Linked DNA regions of Salmo salar: region 2 is linked to region 1. The links are chromatin contacts, called in public Hi-C maps. All regions are on one chromosome and are shown on one strand. The core of a region is the stretch at or near the end of the contact, and the rest is flanking DNA. Distances in the headings are between cores, read along the strand shown.

Evidence for each region. A called contact is a pair of places that touch in the nucleus more often than the background predicts.
Region 2: a Hi-C map of muscle shows a contact between it and region 1, with 2.8 times the contacts expected there. The contact joins the promoter of LOC106562377 here to the promoter of LOC106562374 in region 1. A contact is called at or near these places in 2 of 3 Hi-C or Micro-C datasets (gill and muscle).

Annotation. Positions count from the first base shown.
Region 1 is chrssa11:27,338,115-27,341,310 of Ssal_v3.1, forward strand. LOC106562374 (BTB/POZ domain-containing protein kctd15) reads left to right here and starts at 1,524. Exons shown (of 5, transcript XM_014127225.2): 1 at 1,524-1,723.
Region 2 is chrssa11:27,525,048-27,528,243 of Ssal_v3.1, forward strand. It overlaps LOC106562377 (glucose-6-phosphate isomerase), which reads left to right and starts at 1,665. Exons shown (of 18, transcript XM_014127233.2): 1 at 1,665-1,953; 2 at 2,730-2,820; 3 at 3,012-3,080. The coding sequence starts at 1,835. It overlaps LOC106562376 (granule associated Rac and RHOG effector protein 1), which reads right to left and starts at 898. Exons shown (of 14, transcript XM_014127229.2): 1 at 805-898.

The DNA of each region.
Region 1 (3,196 bases), core at 274-2,773:
TGATCTCTCCAACAGGCCTAGCAAATCCTGACTCATTTTTTCTTTCTCTGTTTTCCTGGTGTTAGTACACTGCACTCAGAATCTATCATGCAGAATACATTCACAATACTGTCTCTGGCACTGTATTAATATTCATTTGGCTTTGTGTAATTGTAGGCTACTTTAATTTTACTTCATTAAATACTTGAAGTGTGTAGGCTTTTGAAGGGAATACTATTTCATTTGATCATAAGGAAGATTATGTTTGTGTCTGACACATTGCAAATATGAGTGTTACAGTAGCTCACTAAGTGGTCAAGTGGTGCGATTTTTTTCATTCAAGGTTGGACTGATACCCACTGAATAAATAAGCAATCATTGTTTCAGGAAACACACTGCTAGTTTAAAAATGATCTCATTTTGATTCGTTTACAGACTCAATTACAATATTTTGACACTGTTATTGGTGTGTGAACTCCAAATATTAATTAATCTGCTATTCTAGTGGTCAAGAGGGCCATATATGAGGCCTGTATTAAGTCTACACTACATGCAAATCTTCAAGCTGACCTACTTCTCCTTTTCACATCAGACACACTTCTAAAATCCATAAATTAAGGAAATTAACTGATGGGGCCCAGGGCAACTTTGTAAGCTATTTAAATCTTTAAATTTACAACTTCCCTGCATACTTCATGTAATTGAACTAACTGCAGGGTTGTTACTTTAATGAGAAAAAAAAATCCTGTCTTCTTGCCTCCAGTTTGTACTCCTGAAGACAACAAATGTATGCCAGAGGGCATGTTTATCTTGCCCTGTTAGGGGGGCTGCTTCCTAAGGCAGCTCTGATTTCTATCCAATTCTTCTAGCCGTTCAGTTTGGCGCGCCAATCACCAGACATGAACCTGGAAACCACCTCCTCTACGAGACGCGTTTTAATTCGATCAATCAATTAAATTGGAGTACAAAAGGCTACCCTTATTGCAATCGAATTCACATTATTATTGTATTCCTTCACTATTCTTTTTTTCTTTGGACCAATAATCATTTCCCACACTGGTTGGCGCCAAATATCAAGAAACCAAATAGCTGAGCGCGGTGGAGTGTCTGGATTCTACAGTAGGCCTACAGTAATTACCGTGTTCAGTGCAACATCAATTATTCACAGTTATTTACACGCAAATAAACAAACACGCAAATAAATAAATAATCACAAGCCTATGTGAGCACCTGTACAGGAAGGAGGAAGAGCAAAGAGATATCACTGTGACTTCCACAGGGTGCCTTTCAGCCTACTATACGTGTGATGCAACATTGATTTATATTTTGGGGGGCATAGTAGCGTTTTATATAACAAAATAAAAATAAAATGCCAAACCGTTATATTAATTGAACATAATGCATCTTTCGGTAAATTAGTAACATCTTTTAGCTGTGCTAGCAGTCTGCCTCGCTGTTTGCATAGGAAATCTTCACTGCAGACATCATCTAGCCCTGTGCTATAATTGAAATGGCGCGTTTAGCTGGAGGCAGGTTGTGAGGGCGCTTTCTGCAATAGCAGAATGCATGTCGATAGACGTCATTTGGTTTTAATGGCCTACAGGACATTTGGTGTTACTACTGGAGACGTTAGTGGAGAAGGGACAGGGGAAAATCGCCGCATGAAAAGTATCCAAGGATATCTACATATTATTATTGTATTGACACTTTGTCGACAAGTTACTAGTGTGCCTTTATAATAGCTGTAAGTACACGACTAGGGAAGCGTGCCCTGTTTTACTTATTCAACTGGAGAATGGAAATGTATGCCTAGCTGGAAATGCCTGGGGAAATTTTACATCAGAGGAAATGACAATGATTAAAATCTGCTTTTTTCCTGCTCTAAATATATTGAGCGACGTGACACTTGCTTGATAGTGAATAGCACTTAACCGTTACCCCCTGCAAACCAGAACGTTAAACCGTTACAGGGGCTGGTATATTTATATGTTTTACTGGAAAATACGAAAAACCTAGCAATCATTATTATATCTGGTCATAGACATCATTTTTGTAACAGGGAGAGAGTATCACTTATTCGTTTTTAAAATCTGACTGGGTGCGAGTAGAGTTGAGCTAATTGTAGCCTAATCCTTGCCCCAGAGGCGTTTGGGCAGCCCGAAGCAAGAATTCGTTTTTTAGCGCTGCTCTGTTATTTAGGGACAGGATTATTGTCTTTCTTCTCATAACAGACCGGCAGTATCATTTAAGCAAAAAGGCACTCAAGAAGCTAAAATACGAAGCAGGATTTTGACCGACTCAAATTTTAAGTGTATACAAATAAGAACCGAAAAGAGAAAGGAGAGATCTCATCTATGTATAAGGTAAGAACGCTGCTTTGCTTCTTCCTGTGCCGCTTTTGTGGAAAGAGCTTGGTCTGAGCAAGTCAGCCAGCATCAGCTATAGATAGATCTTTAAAGCCACAGCGACCCTTCTTTTGAATCAATGTAGCTTTCACTAGTAGATTCACATGTTTTAGAACAGTTTGTGGATACAGTGTTGGCAGTTTTGTTCCAAAGGAGCGGATTCTACTTGAAGAATGCTTGGATCAGCTATTAGATGGCACTCTAGTTCTACGAAACTCGGGGCATGTGAAAAAGGGGAACGCAGTCATGAGCTGGGACTGATAGATACTGGCACGGATTCCCTCGGACTCCTACGATGTTTGAAACGGTATGACTAAATTCATATTAAGATACGGCATTTCCTCATGGTATGATAGCCTGCAGTATCAGCGAACAAACTATACTCAACACCAGGTAATTTGGAATAACTTCACTTGTAGTAGGGCTATGTTTTGTCCAGTCTGGGAAAGGTGTGAATGTTTGTCTAGGCTGTAGTCTTTCCCTTGTTGTCTGTTGATGCTGTTGGCATATTTACGCATTAATTTTACGCATTGTTCGCTTTTGAATCAAACGTCTCTGGATCATAACTTCCTGTTGGTAGAAATTAGTAAGACGCCATATTGTGCATCTGGTAGAAGTAGGCTATCCGTGGGCATCCATGTAAACTGTGTTCAAGAGGGCAAAAGTGGATACACTATGGATCTCTGCTACTGTGCATGTTATTTTGGGCTATTTTATTTTAGAACAATTACGCACATTCTAATCTTTGCTTTGTACAATAGTCAAATATCTTTCTTTGGTACACCGTTGCCCACAGTGAAACCCAACTCTTG
Region 2 (3,196 bases), core at 415-2,914, 190 kb after region 1:
TAACTGCCTTGTTCAGGGGCAGAACGACATATTTACCTTGTTAGTTCGGGGATTCGATCCACAAACCTTTCGGTTACTGTCCCAACGCTCTAACCACTAGTCCCTATAAGTCACACACCCAAAGATCTAACGTTAGCAGCCAGGTAACTAGTAAGTTAGGCTGTACATTTTCAGAATTACCATAGACTATTATTAGGGTTCCCTACCGATTGTAAACATGTTTGGCCCCTACTTTGACAAGTTTACCTAGCTTAGTTACCTAGCATTAGTTAGCTGACCATCTACCTTCCCTGACCCTCGAAAGACACTCCTTGAAATTGCCTCGCAGGGAGGGCAAAGATACAACATATTTGCAAAAACAATGTCCCGAAACCAAACAAATCACACTAGCTAACGTTAGTTTGTCCACATCTACATTATATCAGGGATATCTTAAAATACATACTAAAAGCCAGTTCACTACCAAGCATTCATAGTTTGAATAACTTAGAATTTCTAGCAACTGTTGCTAAAACTGTAAGTTTCTGGTTAGTAGTTACTGAACGGCCACAGAACTCCCAAAGACCACAGCTAACTAGCTAGTTATCGACAACTACTGTTAGCGTTAGCTGTCTAGGTACTGTAGCTAGTACTCTGCGACACGTTTTTTTAAGCTAGCACACAATACAAACAAATCTAATACAACTGGCACAGTAGGGTAGTATTCCTTGTTACAACTGTTATTTGTAACGAGAGTAAATGTGTTAAGAGCTTTCAGATAAAACGTTTTTTAATCAAAGTACAGTTGATAAGCGCATCACTTACCAGCTAGCTAGGCATCCACCCTCTTGACATCGAATGAAGTCTGTATACAACGGATATGACGTTTCTCTATATGAACCAGAGCGCGTGAGCTAAACTACAAACCTTCGGTTGATCACACCGATCAGACACACTCAAAAACCTCCAATTCGAAGTGAATGCAGAGGTGAAAGCTTCAGATATAAACATATTTTTATAACAGCATTACTTCATCACAAATATGATGTTTTATGTAGATAACATGGCATGACATTAGTTACAAATTCAAGTATGGAAGAACAATACATTACGCTTTTAATAACTAATTTCATCATTATTTGAATCGATTATTTGTATTTATAAACAAACCCACTGAAATGGTAGAAAAAAAAATTTGCTCCAAGAATCGAATTGTCACACAAAGGTATTTAGGTATATTCCGTGGAGTTATCCGCCCTCTAGTGGTCTTTTTAAACGGAATAGGTGAAGTATCACTTATCAAACGCTAGAGGGAGACAAATATTCGACACTAACATGTCTCCCACTGGACGAGACGCACTTAGGTGGTCCACACATTGACGTTGTTCTAATAATATAATAATCATCGGGAAATACAATATTCAGCATGAATTGACATTTCCCTTGGTCCTATGTTTAAAAACATAATTTCATAAAATAGTATCACATTACAGTTTATTAATTAGATTTTACTTTAGTTGACTTCATCTTATTCAATGATACTGTTGTCACTCTATTTTATAATTGACTTGTGAAGTTTCTTTTGTCATGGAATTTGGTAAAACTACTCAATGTCTTGAATTGTAAGTTAAGTCGTTTGGTAATGTTATGGACTTAGCTACATAACAGTCTTGAACGCTGCATTACTGATACAGTATGTGTGGCTGTGCTGCACGATCCGAAGTATCGTGTTATTATAGGAGGGGCGAGTGTAGCGGGTTGGTTGCCCTTCAAAAGCCTCTCCTCTCGCGCCTTACAGTCTCACTCAACCAGGGTAGTTGAGCTGAAAGGACCGCGCCCAGCACCTCTCGACACCATGGGACTCACACACGACCCAACCTTCCAGAAACTGGAGAAATGGTACCATGAACATGCTCTGCACCTCAACATGAGGAAGATGTTTGAGGAAGACAAGGAGAGATTCCACAAATTCAGGTATCTTTATGGTTGACTTTTATTTTGAAATTGTCCGTGTTAATTTGTTGAAGATACACACAGTATCCTTATTCTAAAAAAAACATAACATCACCAGTGTAACATGTGATTTCAATTAAAATGCTGTCCATTAGAAAATGTTGTCTTCACTTCAGGCTACCTTTAGACAAAGCACATAATGTGTCATCATCAACAGATGCTCCCAATAAAAAACAACTGTACAATTTGAGATCTTTGCTATTGCATTAGTGACATAATTCATTCAGGTGCAACTGTCTCCTTCCCCAAAATATGAAGTAGTGCCTTTTATCAGAGTAGCTTATGGGCTCCCACACCATAAAAAATGCACAGCACTTCTGGCTGAACTCTCTTCATGTACTGCTAGTGATGTGCGGGTTTGTTGTCTGATGTCTGTCTGTATTGCTGTCTGTATTGTAATAACCCTAACCTTCTTAAGTGCATTACAAGTACTTCCACATACACAAGCAAACAGTAGAGTTGGGATACCCTGCTTGCCTTGGAATTATAAATAAGTGGGTTTAGGTTTCAATTGGGCTACCCCTCAAATTCACTACAACATGCTTGTGGTGAAACAAAACAGATTTATATTTGTTTCATGGTAAAGGGCTGTTTGATTTTGTAACTTGTGGGCAAAAGGTTATTGAGTTAATTACCTAAATCCAGAAACAGACAGAATTACATATAGAATCCCTCATTTAATAGGATCTCTGTGGAAACAGATCACTCACTCTGTCAAATGTTCTGTGTCTGAACAGCACAACGCTGAAGACAGATCATGGAGACATTCTGATTGATTACTCTAAGAATCTCATCACTGAGGATGTCATGAAGATGTTGGTCGAACTGGTAAATGGCTGCTTCTCTATATCATAATGATTCAAATAACACATCAATTACAAATAGCCATACTGTATTTGGCATTTACCTACAGTCATTACAAAAACAGTGTTCTTCTGCTGTGCGTCCAGTAGCCTATCAACCTTTCTGACATGGAAGGCCCATTTGCCCACCAATAGATGTATGTATGTTTTCTCTAGGGGAAGTCGAGGGGGATTGAGGCCGCCAGGGACAAGATGTTCCATGGAGACAAGATCAACTTCACTGAGGTGCGTATCTGAGCTTTAGCCTGAGCGTGGTTTATTACCAATGTTATTATCATTGTGATAATGACTGGCCAAATGTAACACACCTGACACCTCCTCAGAAATTGGCTTGAAACAAA